Regions from separate parts of the Hordeum vulgare genome. Here region 1 is linked to region 2. A link is a contact called in public Hi-C data. All regions are on one chromosome and are shown on one strand. The core of a region is the stretch at or near the end of the contact, and the rest is flanking DNA. Distances in the headings are between cores, read along the strand shown.

Region 1 (6,626 bases), core at 786-3,285, 350 kb after region 2:
ACTTGAATCAAACTCCCCGTCTTGACCAAGCTGCATTACAGCAGCATTTCCAGTTTGACCTATGGTGCTGTCTGAGATACGTTCAGAACTTATTGCTTCCTTCCACCTTCCGTGTCGAAGAACATTAGCCTGCCTAATGATAGTGTCCATAGCAAGTGAAATGCTTAACTCGTGAAGTATAGCATACAGCACAGAAAAGGGATTCTCAGAAACTGCCATTCTTCTTTCTATATCATCACCAAGAGCAAATCTCCTGATTTCTCCCAGCTTAATAGGGCCATTCTTCTCACCAACAAGCAACTCCATGTGCAGTATCCTCCATAAATCTAGGTTACCACGGTAACCTAATGTAAGAAGAACTTTAAATTCTCCATCCACACGAAAAACAGCTATCCCGTCAGTTACTGAAATGTTAGATACTTCTTTGGGTCTTGGAGTCACAAGTACTTTGTAGCGCACACTGGTGTCCAGCTTCTGCAAAGCATGCTTTTCTTCATCTGGAGAAAGTTTATTTTGGCTCCCTATATCTTCTATACATCTTGGTAACCTCTGATAACTGCCTGTAAGCATAACCTCTAAAGCAGAAGGAACATCAAATGTAGGAGCTCGTGCTTGCTGCAACCCCTCATGCATGAAGAACAGTGAGTCAGCTGTTTGGGTGAAGCATGTTTCATGGCTAGAAAGGGTCGATCCAAGTTGCTGACAGTACTGAACCAAAGGAACCTGCATAGATTAGAAGTAACCATCTTAAATACAGAAATTGGAAGTAAAGAAAAAAAGAAGTGCAACACAAAGTTTCCAAGACAAGGATTTCATGGTCTAGTACCAACCAATAGGTAGAATGATGAAAACCCCACTTTGGTTTAGGATGATATTGATAAAAAAACTGCAGATGATTTCTGGATGGAATGTATGGGCTGTTCAATCAAACTTAATGATTTCATGTTCAAAGTCAATTGTGCAAAGGCACAGCAAAAACAGAAGTTTGTTCGGAATAGTCTACATGAGCTTTTATTTTGACTATTCAGTTATAATCTATTGTCTATAAGTAATTTCTATTTCTCCCTTTCATAGCAAAGACTGAATTTGAACTTGACTACATGGAGATTCTAAACTAGGGGCTAGCGTTTAATATGTATACCAGCAGTTACATTTTGATTTGCTGTCCAATAGAAACACAACCCCAACCCCAAAAAAATAAAATTTGAGAATGAAGCACATTTCAATAACGTAATGCATATCTAAAAGGTCATCTCCCAACTGAATATCTATGGATGTTTAAGGGGGAGGGGTAAATGGACTTGCTCCTATTTGAACTTGAATCCAACGAACCTATTTTCACAGAATAGACTCAGATTGCTGGACGAGTAAAGCAAGGAGAAATAGCCGACCAAATGAAGTGCCAATTTGCCTCAACTATTATGATAGCAATGTGAGGATACCAACCAAACGACACCTAAATTCAGAAGTTTACCTATTTAATTCACCGCATTTCACTACACTAATGTGGCAATAAGACTATTGTCTAGGGCAAGCAGAAAACGGCCTTATCACAATCAACACCGACCTGCTGACACCACTTGGCGAGCACATGGAGGCGGAGCATGCGCTGGCGGGTGCGGGCGATGAATTTGAGCAGGTCAATCTTCTTCTCGGAGTCCGACCGCTGCCGCCCACCATAGGCGCCCTTCCAGTCAGACTCGGCCTGCGACTTCTCAACAAGCTCCCGCAGCGCCAGGTAGGACTCCTCCGCCGCCCGCCGCACCACGGACCCCAGCTCCACCGTCTGCTGCCCCAGCTCCCCCGCCATCGACGCGGCTAGGGTTTCCGCCTCAGCTTAAGCTCCCGCGACAACGGTTTTGGGAGGAAAGCGAGGCCACCTCTGCGGGACAGCGATGAGGCGGTGCGCTTCGGGGTAGGTGGCCGGGCAATACCGCCGGCGACAAATCGGCGGCGGCGGCCCGTGTGGCGTGGGATCGAAGCTTTTCGCTTCAGCGCTGGGTCGGGCCCGAACAGAGCGTGCGACCACGCCTAGTCTGACAAGATCACGATGGGCCAGCGAGGCTGCGCGTATATAGCGGCCGTCGATCGAGGTACCGACGGTTAGATGAAAGACAACGCTCAGGACGCAAACCGTCCTATGACGCCGCACAGAACGGGCAGACAGAGTTGGAGGCAAAATCGACAAATTTGACCCCTGAACACAAAAAAATCGCAAACTGAACTTCGTCTGAAATTTTTTCGCTCAGCTGACCCTTTTGTGTGACGCCCGACGCTTAGGCGTCACACTATACTGTGTGACGTCTAAGCCGTAGGCGTCACACCCCTGTCCATGCTGGCGTTCGACCGCACCGCATCTCCCGGCAGTGTGACGCCTAAGCCGCAGGCGTCACACTGCCACTTAAATTTATCGCCGCGTACTGGTTATTGCCGAGACGTCTCTAAGCAGGACAGAGACAGACGCACTTGAACTCGATGCGCCCCTGGAATTGATCTGACGAGGTGCTTCCCTTTTCAATTGCATGTAACATATGAGAAAGATGCAGAGGATGATCATAACAGTTACAAAAAAGATTTGCTATTACAGAGGAAAAAATTTAGGAAAAGAACTCACAAAGCATTTTCTGAAAGAACCATTGTTCTTCATGTCCATCTCGATGACTTTATCCATCAGCTTCCTGTCTCACGCACATACTCCCGGCGTGCTGTCAGGTATTTCCATGTCACGGACATCGAGCGAGTCTAGGTAAAGAATCTGTATTTTACAAAATAGAATAAAATGTGTTGAACTAAGTTTAGTTTTGCAGATAAATAAAAACAAATTGTAGCAATCATTCATATTGTTTTCTCTCATGAATCATGGTGCAGAATGCTGACCACGAGATAGAAAAGGCAGTCCCCTGTGCTGTTCTTCTCGCTAAGGGAAGAAACGCCCTTCTCGAGCTGCTCCACAACGAATGCTGACCACGAGAGCACGAGCACTATGAAAGTTCGAAGGAAGTGCTCGTCCACTGACTTCATCAGCTTGATGGACTTCTCCAAGCTCGCCATGGAGGGCGGACTGTCGACGTCGTGCTTGTCCAGCACGGAGGCGATTCCAGCCCGTACACGATGTCACGGCCGCGGTTCGGGATGCCGAGCACCCGGTGCACGCTGTCGACGGTGACGAGAATGGCCACAGATTTAAGTGGCAGTGTGACGCCTGTGGCTTAGGCGTCACACTGCCGGGGTTGCGGTGAGGCCATACGCCAGCATGCACGCGGGTGTGGCGCCTACGGCTTAGGCGTCACACTAAGTATAGTGTGACGCCTAAGTGTCGGGCGTCACACAAAAGGGTCAGCTCGGTGAAATATTTTCAAACGTAGTTCAGTTTGTGAAAACCTTTGGCTTCTAGGTCAAATTTGTTAATTTTGCCTCTGCTCTCGTCGTGATGGTTCGATCTTCCCCTGTCCACCTACCATAACCATCCTCATCCTCGCACGATCCTTCGCGTGAAAAAAATCACCTCGCATGATCCCTCTGTTGAAAAAAATCACACATTCCAGACCAAACAAAAGCTAGGGAAAAAAACACGTTCTCCACCTTCTCCATCCCACACCCCACATGCCGATCTCCCCAGGCCTTTCTCTCCCAAATCCTGAACCAACCCCTCTTCGTCCACACAGATCTCCTCTTTCAATGTCCTACCTCGAGAGCGTCCTCTCTCTCTCTCTATCTCTCTCTCCGGCAACTACGGGGGCGAGGGGACGCGCCGGCGCAGCCGTCCAAGCATGCCCCCAGGATACCTCGATGAAATATCGTTGGGGTCGTCTGTGGGCTCGACCTAGGGCGCCACAACTCTCACACCGCTTCTCCAACTTGCAAGCTCTCGCAAGGAGCGTGGTTGTTGCGATGTCATCGTGTTAACGCTGGGGTAGTACAGCATGGTCGCCGCCCCTGTCACACCGCATAGCTCGCACCTGAGTGGGATCCTATGATCACCCTGTTCAAAAAGGGTGACTGGACAATCATGGTATAACAGTTCTTGGTGGAACAACACGGAGACGTCAAAGCCTAGGTGGTTGCAAAAATATGAAGTAGGGCATCACAGAATAGCAATACTTGATGCAGAGTATTACTTGGTTCCTTCGATTTGGTATGATGTTGAATCCATATGTGCATGCAGTTTTCTTCATTGACAGTCAAACTGAAGAAGAAGCATGCATATTGGTCGAAGGAATGCAATCCCTCAGTTTAATAGTATTTATTTAACCTTTCTTTCATGTGTCACGGACCTGTATTCTAACAATGCAGGTGCTAATGTGTAACATGTACATGCCTTTTTGATGTCCTGGTAATTTTATGATCTTGTTTTGTCCAATTCTTTAAGAGGAATGGAAAAATTCATCTCAAAGAGCTGCTTCTCCACGCGGTCAACGGTGACCCTGACGCTTCTCTTGTTTGTCAAGGTTCGTGTTCAATGTTTGGGCATCTTGTCCCGCTCATGTTCCATCTCGATAGAGACGGTGGTGCCAGTATTGAAGCGGGTCGATAGCATCCAGGTCTCTCTTTAGGGCAAGGTTGTTGCTTAGTAGGAGTACATCCCAGATGAGACTGATGTAAGCTTTCTTTGAGCTGATGCTCATGTTCTCATTATTGTATTTGCAATATGAAGATAGTTATTACTTATTACTATGGAACGTCAAATAGATATGGTACCTTCTTTGTGTCATCTCTGTAATCCAAGTTATCAACTTTGCTACACTAATTATTGACATATATGAAAAAAAAATAGTGTAAAATGTTTATTGGTTTCAAGAGATTTATTTTGTCCAACAAATTCTGGTTCAGCCGCTAGGTTTAATTATCACGTATTTTCCTTGATATTCATATTCAAGGTCCCTACTTGTGTGCATCCAGCTATTACTGTGACTACCTTTCTTTTGATGTGAACCAATATCTTTGAATATTATCAGATAGTTTTGATCATAGACGATTTGTGGTGGAACTATATAATCTCCGTAATTAGATGAAGATGATGAACACTATCGTTGTCTTGGTCGTTTGGACGATTTGGAAGGAACGATACAACAGAGTTTTTGAAGGAAAATCCTCCCGTTTGGATCGCATAGTCAAACAAATTTGGTGTGATGCACACAAGCGCTATAGGACAGTGGCCAAATATCTTCATAGTTGTTTGTTTAACATGAACTGCTCTGTTCTTCTTAGCTTATCCCATTTTTCTGAACATGGTGTGGGAGTATGAAGCATTTATTTTCAAGAACGACGGTTCCTCGTCGAACGGTGGACATTTGGCCAAGAATGGGGTCGCTCAAGGCAAGAGGAATAAGTTTTCCTTTGTTGTTATCTTGCTCGTATGCTCCTTTCAGCAATAACGTAACAACTTGATGTTTGAATGGTTCAAGGCTGATGCTTTGTGCTTTGTATATCTGTTCGACAAGGTTTATGGTTTGTGTTCCAGCAGTTCCCTTCTTTTCCTACGTAGGTTATGATGAGGTCGTTCTTTTCTTCTGAAATTTGTAATATGAGATTAGATACTATTATTTCTTCTAGAATGATCAAATGCACTTCTCTTGCATGGTTCCAAAAAAATACCTCGATTTAACATTCTTACAGTTTTAATCGTATATAAAATGCTAAGGAACCATACGACCTTTTTGTTTTACAACTACGTTTTTTACTAGCACTTTTACTAGAAGTAGTCAATTTATATTTGTTTTCTGAAATAAGTATATTTGTATTTATGGGCATGCATTTGCACTTCAGTAAACTGTAGTATGGTAATTCATTCTCCATGAAGAAATGACAAAAATGTTGCACCTTAATTAGGTATTGTTTTCTATGTTTTTAAGTAAGATTTTTTTGCACATCTTTTCCTTGATATTCATATTTAAGGTCTTTGGCTGCGGCCTTGTGCGGAACGAAGATATCGACGGCTACACCTGGTTGTTCAAGACTTTCTTAGAGTGCATGGGTGGACTTGCTCCGATGAACATAATAACAGATTAGGACTTCAACATGCGTGCACGCATAAGTGACGTCTTCCCCATGGCAATTCATAGGCACTGCAGTTGGCATATTAAGGACAGTAAAACCGGACCTATTCCGAGCTCTCTCACGCATCCTTGCTCGTGAGCCGTTGATTTCGCGTGTGGGATGTAGATCACCGTCAAATCAATGTTCAGGTCGCGAACTGGGCTGTCTGATGCGCCTCTACTCACGCGTGGGCTACTAACGGGCCGACTGTCCTGGGGGCTGCTACTCCCGAAGCCAGTTTGAAGCCCTCTCATTCGTCTATACGAGTTAACGTCCGATCACGAACGAACGGTCGTGATACGCTTATGGCTGGGCTAACCCCATCCCACCTCCTCGCGACTTGCCTTGTCTCGCTCGTCTCCATCTGAGCGATGGCGGTGCAACAGCTTCCCAAGCTCCTCGGAGCCTTCCCTGGTGCGGACGTCATTGGGCATGTCACTGAGCATCGGATCCCCTTAGAGCCGCAACCACACTTGCGAGGGTATCGAGCACGAGAGAAGCAAGCCGATCCAACGCACGGGGAGCAAAACCGGTGCGAGGGGAGGCGATCGAGGGGATCCAGCGGGACACGCTTCAGCCGATGCGCTTGA
Region 2 (6,138 bases), core at 2,918-5,417:
TCACAATTAAGTGGACAAGCAGCTTTGAAGGATATGCTTCTTTTAAAGATGCTCAGCATTTTTCACCCCGTGTATAAACATAATGCATCACGTAGATCCACTACTCCATGGATAAAAGATACATGGCACAAGCCACATCTACTGCATGAAGCTGGATTAGTTGCAGCCTTTTTCATGCCAGATGGCAGTCATAAGTTTGGTATGTTATAGGAGAGATAAGCTGCAATAACAAAGCAACAGATGGACATGGTTTATTGACTCATAGTTATAGAGCTGAGCCAAAGCTAGCTATCGGGTTATTGTGGCCAGCTGACCTAATGACCAAGTGCAAATTGCTTTGTAAATATGTGATAATTAATATTAATTGGTACTGTAGATGACAGTGACACCAGTGCAATGGAGGTTGCAGCGCTGCCCTTCTCAGGTGTCTACGCCCCTGTTCTAGAGCCCAAATGGCAAGCATACAGCAAATTCTAGCGTGTTCATGTACCACAGCTTTACATAATCAGCATAACCGTCATGTTACCCTCTTAGTAATATTACTGAAGGAAAAGAAAAGAGTTCTAGAACATTGAGTAGGTAGTTAACAAGGAAGAAGAAATATATTGACTGACCAGCAAAAAAGATCTAGCTGTGGCTAGCAAGGACTTGAAGGATAGTAAAGGATAGTTAACAAGGAAGAAGAAATATATTGGCTGATCATCAATAATTATTGTTGCACTTGCCCAGAACCATGCCAATCGACTCTGTACTGTACAATTGAAAATGTCCAAGCAGCATTCTACTAACTACGAACTGTTGATTCTTCCAAGCTTCAAGCAATGCTTATGAATCATTGGTTTCAATCATATATCGACCCAAGAAGTCAAGTAACAGCATGCCGTCTCTCCAGTTTCCAAATTTCCCTGCTAAGTATATGAGGGAAGGGCAGAACATACCTCCCTGTACATGTGTTCGAGCTGTTCTTTTGCTTGCGGGAATGTAGTTGAACACCATTGTTGCAGAGTGAAGATGTTGTCTGAAATTTCATTAAGATGACATTAACCTCAGTGATGATAGGCAAGACGAAAGCATATAAGCTTATCATGAAGTTGACTAGTGGAATTACTAGTACCTGTCCATCTGTTAGCTGCCGAATGGGCAACCTCAGTAGCTTCCTCTGCAATCATCACCATACAGTTTAGAACAAAGTAATTTACTGCAAGAACTTAGATGAAACGGGATGTTTGCATGGAAACATGGTCAAAGCGATGTATCAAAACAATAATAGATGCCCAAGTGCCAACGTCCATAGTAACATGAGGAATGATGGATCTCATACTCATCGCCTCTAGTGTAGATGGGTCACTATCAGCATAAGCTGCTAGTTCTTCCTGAAATGAGTACAGAAGTTGTTGAGCTGCACATAGCACTGATAAGAACTAATGAAGAGATTAACGGATGTAAATGAACCTTTAACTTCTTATGGCGTAGCTCTACAGCCTTCAGCTCCTCCAAAGCGTCTTCTCTCTCATCCTAGAGGAATGTACATGAGTTGATCTACATCCTTCTTGCAGAGCTCAATAGGGGAAATGGAGAACAACTTACAGTGTCTTCCCTGCCTCTTTTCAAGTCGTCTCTCTGCTCAAGAAGCTCCATGTAACGTTTTTTAGAGTTTGAAAGATCAGACTCCAGCTTGTTGTAGGTAGTCCTCAGCTAAAAAAAAAAATCAAAGAAGAGGATTAGCCTAAATCTCTAATCTAAGATCTAAGGTCAACAAGGATACGGAAGTGCACTAGAAAGAGTGCTGATTTATTGAGATATGTCTACTCTGATGCACTGTTATAAGTCGCTCTTAAGAAGTTACATGAAATGGATTTCGGTATCAACATGTGTTGTCGGTTGTCGTGAAAGTTGAACCATACATGCAAGGTCAAAGTTTAATAATAACTATGCAATGAAAGAAGAGCAGAGTTCAATTTATCACAGCAGTACCTGATTTCCGGCACAACTGGGAAGACTCCAAAAGTACACCTGCAAGGAAACTAATAAGTTTAGAAACTAGAAACTAGAGGTACATGGATGATAATGTAAGTTAAACAAACAATTGGTATGCCCTCTCTTTGTGATGCACACAGCATGCGAAGTCACAGTATGTTCAACTGATGCACAATATCCTGAAGAATGTATTATCTTAACCAAATCATTGAAGAATACGATAAACCTTTCGTGAATTGAAGATAGATCAACTTAATGCACGCCATATATGAAAATAATGCATGCCATATATGAAAATGGCTAAGGGGCTGTTTGGTTCGTTCCTACGCTCGCCCTGCCAAATCCTGGGCGCTGTTGGCACGCCAAAAAATTGGCAAGGGATTCGGACACCAGTGATTTGGCGCAAGAGTAGCAGGATGGGACTGGGGCGGGCTGGCGCACCAATATTTTGGAGGCGATCCAAACAGCCACCTGACGCCTGGTCAACGACCGATTTTTTGGCAGGGCAGCTCAAGGCTCCAAACCAAACAGCCCCTAAATGACCAGGATGTGTGAAGGCAATTATCCTCCTCCCATCCATGGTACACAAACATATAAGCAGAAGAACTTACAGAAGTCCCTATTTTGTCTCTCAGGACAAGATCATCATCCACCAGGCTTTGCACAACATCCTTAACAGACTGGCTGATCACTCCTTTTTTAGGACCCATCTTCTCAAGCTCTTTAAGCTGAACGAGCAAAGAGAGTGAGAGATTTATGGAACAGCAAAACATATTGAACAGTCTACACGGAGAAACAATAACTATGTGCATATTAATGATTGTTTGTAAGGCAAAAAACACTAAAGCGGCACACTGAAAACAGAAGTTCATCAAAGCACAACAATATTGGTATACAGTTGTATATAGTATATACATACTGGTGGCACTAATATACATACAGTTGTAGGTTCAGGTACTAATGGTGAAGAGCAATGTAAGATGGAGGTGACAATTTGATAGTTTAAAATCAATACAGCGCGCGAAAACGGGAATTAACTGCAGAAATTAGCGTGGCATCTGGCATATCACTAGCTTGCCTCAATCACCAACATTCCAAAGTATAATTAAACTACATAGAAGACCTATCAGTACATCTTCAAGCACAAACTTCCACATTGGCAACAGAAAGAGAAGAACCCATGAGTATGTTGCTTCCGAACAAAAAGTAGTCACTGCAAGCAGCTACTCTTGCAACACTGAGGTAGAACAGTATAACAAAATCTCCACCGAAGATCTTACCAGATAGAAGTCTTGACTCTCGTAAAATATTTGAAGCATTTGCTCCCGCTTCTCCTCCAAGGAAAGGCCCCTCTTCTTCGACTAAGCACGATATGGAAAATAATCAGCTACAGTTACACATTACAGTATATACAGATGCTTATAGATACGACAAATGGTCGGTGCAATTCCGAATTTTTCGTGGGGAATGTAGCACCAACACAGCCCCATGGCATTGTAAACCCCAACTGCACCCACCAGCATACACAGTGACCCGCAAGCAACTGGCAGCCTGAGATTTACCGAGGCAGCACATATGCTACGCCAAACTGAATTATATGGCTGTAAACTGCAATGCACCTTAAATATGATGGCCGGCAGCGTGATAATGGAAAACCTAGCGCCGGAAGGAAGATTCACAGTCCGAAATGCACCGGCTTCTCCAATCTAATACTTCTCAATGTACAACCCAACTACCTCGCGTGCAAGAGGGGGCTTCACTTCCAGTTCAGCCGATCCACGGGCCAAGCGGTTGCCCCGACCAAATTCGGCGGCGAGTGGTGCGCAAGGCTGAAGGAAGGGGGAGGGGGGGAAAGGAACTCACCATGGCAGGCTATAGAGCACCGCCGAGCCGGTTGAGAGGGAGGCGGGGCGGCAGCCGTCGCCGGAGACGGGAGGTCGGGGTCGCCGGAGAGAGTAAACGCCCGCCGAGAGACGCGACGCGAGAGCGAGTGGGGGAATGCCGGTCGGTTTCGGTTTGCTTCTAGAATCAAGATTATTTTTTTGAGGGGTTTCTAGAATCTAGACGAGGGAGCGTTTTGGACCTCGGGCCTGCCTACAAACTGGGCCTGGGCTGCGCCGACGCAGGCCCGAGGCACGGTCCCGGAACCCAGCCTGTCTCTGGCTCTCCCACGCGAAGTCGAGTCGGCATCATTCCATCGCCATATTCTCTCTCTCCTCCCCGATTCCCCACCCCATCCCCACCCATCGCACCAAATTCCTTTCTAGGGTTTGGTTTACCCGTGCGGTGCCCCTCGATCAGGTAACTCTCCCGCCCCATCCGCCCTCCCGCCCCATCCGATCCAGCGATTCGAGGCATGGCATCCCCATCGATGAATTTCACCCCATTTTTTGCACGCCAAGTTTCGCCTAAATCGGGTCGGTCGTTGCTTGCCTGTAGAGTTAAATTTGTTGGAGTTTTGGAGGAACTTTTCTGAGGGGGAGGCTAGATCCCCCTCCTTCCGGAAGTAAATAAATATGGATGATCGCGTGCGTCTAGGGTTTATTGTTTCGGTGGATTATATGTTCCGTAGACCTGTTGTTAGCTTTTGTGTGACCACCATGGCGGTGTCTTGATTGGAGCTTAAAAGGATTGTGTAGCCATGGATAAGGGCCTCTTCGCCAACGACGGCTCCTTCATGGAGAGATTCAAGCAGATGCAGCAGGAGATGCAGGACAAGGAGAAGCCCGTCGCCCCCACCGCCGCCGCTGGTGCTGGCGCTGTCTCCTCTGCGCCGGCCAAGCCTGTCAACCCCAAGACGCCTCTTGTCATTGCGGCAAACAAGAGGCCGCTCGAGGTCAAGAAGGCCGGCTCGGTCTTGTCGGGCGGGAAGCTGGCCTTTAGCCTGAAGAAGAACAAGATCCCTATTATGCCTGTCAAGTTTGGAGCTGAGGAGGACGATGATGATGATGTTGCCGGTGTGGAGAGGGGGGATCATGCGAAGCGGCACAAGTCCATTGATGCTCCCTCAGCTGCTGCCCCAGCTAGGGTTGTTGGTAATCATTTTGTTTCATTTGCTGCTATTACTGTATTTCTTTCTAATGAATACTCTCTGAGATCATGTGCCCTTACCCTGGGTAGTAGCTCTGTAGTCTACAAATAGATATGCTATAAGGGCTTTGAATTTTGACAAATATTTTTTAACATTAGAGATGTTGTATCTTCTATGCACATGTGCCCTGGGACTTGGATGATAATTTTGATCAAGATTGCCTCATATGTGATGAACTTATTCTGAGCTAAACATGTTGGTGCAAAAAACAGTTGTTCCTTGTCTCTTGACCTGATAGTTGCTATAAATGCAGAGACACACTGCTTATCTGATATTTTAATCATCATAGTATTTAAAGCATACCTGTCAACTTAACTGATAAAATGAATTGACATTGCACAACACCAGTGAAACTCTGCTTTTGCCCCGGCACGCATACATTAGTAGCTTGTCAAATATGGACATCAGTTCTCAGCATTTGTAATATGTTCCAACTGCAGCCAAAAGTTGTGAAGGTTTTGGTTTTTCTTATGGCTGCAGCTTATAGATTACTATATCGACATGGCTGGGAAGGATGTTGATTGAAAGGGTTGGAAATGTGGCGTTACTGCTGCTGCAGTAATTTGCATTCCCTTGTTCATGCACTTGATATTAATGAGTTCTTAAGTGACATGCAGCCTCAGCACCACCAAATGATATGACAGTGAGGCAGGTTGCTGACAAATTAGCAAGCTTCGTTGCCAAAAATGGGAGGCAGTTTGAGGATATCACACGGCAGAAGAATCCTGGAGATTCACCATTCAAGTATGACGGCAATAGCATTGCTGATCAATGCAAAAAAATGCTTACATTAAATTTGGAGATCAAAATTGTATCATTAACTGTTGCAATGGTAAATTCTTGAACTCTGGTTATTTGCAGGTTTCTATTTGATAAGAACTGTTCAGACTACAAATATTATGAGAATCGGCTTGCTGAAGAGGAAAAGGTTCATGCTCAGACAAAGGATGCTCATGCTTCAAAAATTGGTTCGTGTGTCACACAACACCATTACTTTTGGTATCAATTATCACCTATGCAAGTTCTCATGGCATATGTTCTTGCTAAAATGCAGTTAATTCGAGCACTGC

What was found. A called contact is a pair of places that touch in the nucleus more often than the background predicts.
Region 1: a contact with region 2 is called in a Hi-C map of seedling, with 5 times the contacts expected there. The contact joins the promoter of LOC123398659 here to the promoter of LOC123452573 in region 2. A contact is called at or near these places in 3 of 6 Hi-C or Micro-C datasets (leaf and seedling).

What each region holds. Positions count from the first base shown.
Region 1 is chr5H:374,424,265-374,430,890 of MorexV3_pseudomolecules_assembly, forward strand. LOC123398659 (mediator of RNA polymerase II transcription subunit 14-like) reads right to left here and starts at 2,036. Exons shown (of 8, transcript XM_045093111.1): 1 at 1,568-2,036; 2 at 1-723. The coding sequence starts at 1,810.
Region 2 is chr5H:374,073,040-374,079,177 of MorexV3_pseudomolecules_assembly, forward strand. LOC123452573 (SURP and G-patch domain-containing protein 1-like protein) reads left to right here and starts at 4,168. Exons shown (of 9, transcript XM_045129248.1): 1 at 4,168-4,278; 2 at 4,607-5,012; 3 at 5,686-5,812; 4 at 5,930-6,036; 5 at 6,123-6,138. The coding sequence starts at 4,619. It overlaps LOC123452575 (meiotic nuclear division protein 1 homolog), which reads right to left and starts at 4,007. Exons shown (of 10, transcript XM_045129252.1): 1 at 3,841-4,007; 2 at 3,258-3,338; 3 at 2,589-2,705; 4 at 1,975-2,013; 5 at 1,588-1,695; 6 at 1,453-1,515; 7 at 1,322-1,373; 8 at 1,115-1,159; 9 at 939-1,018. The coding sequence starts at 3,843.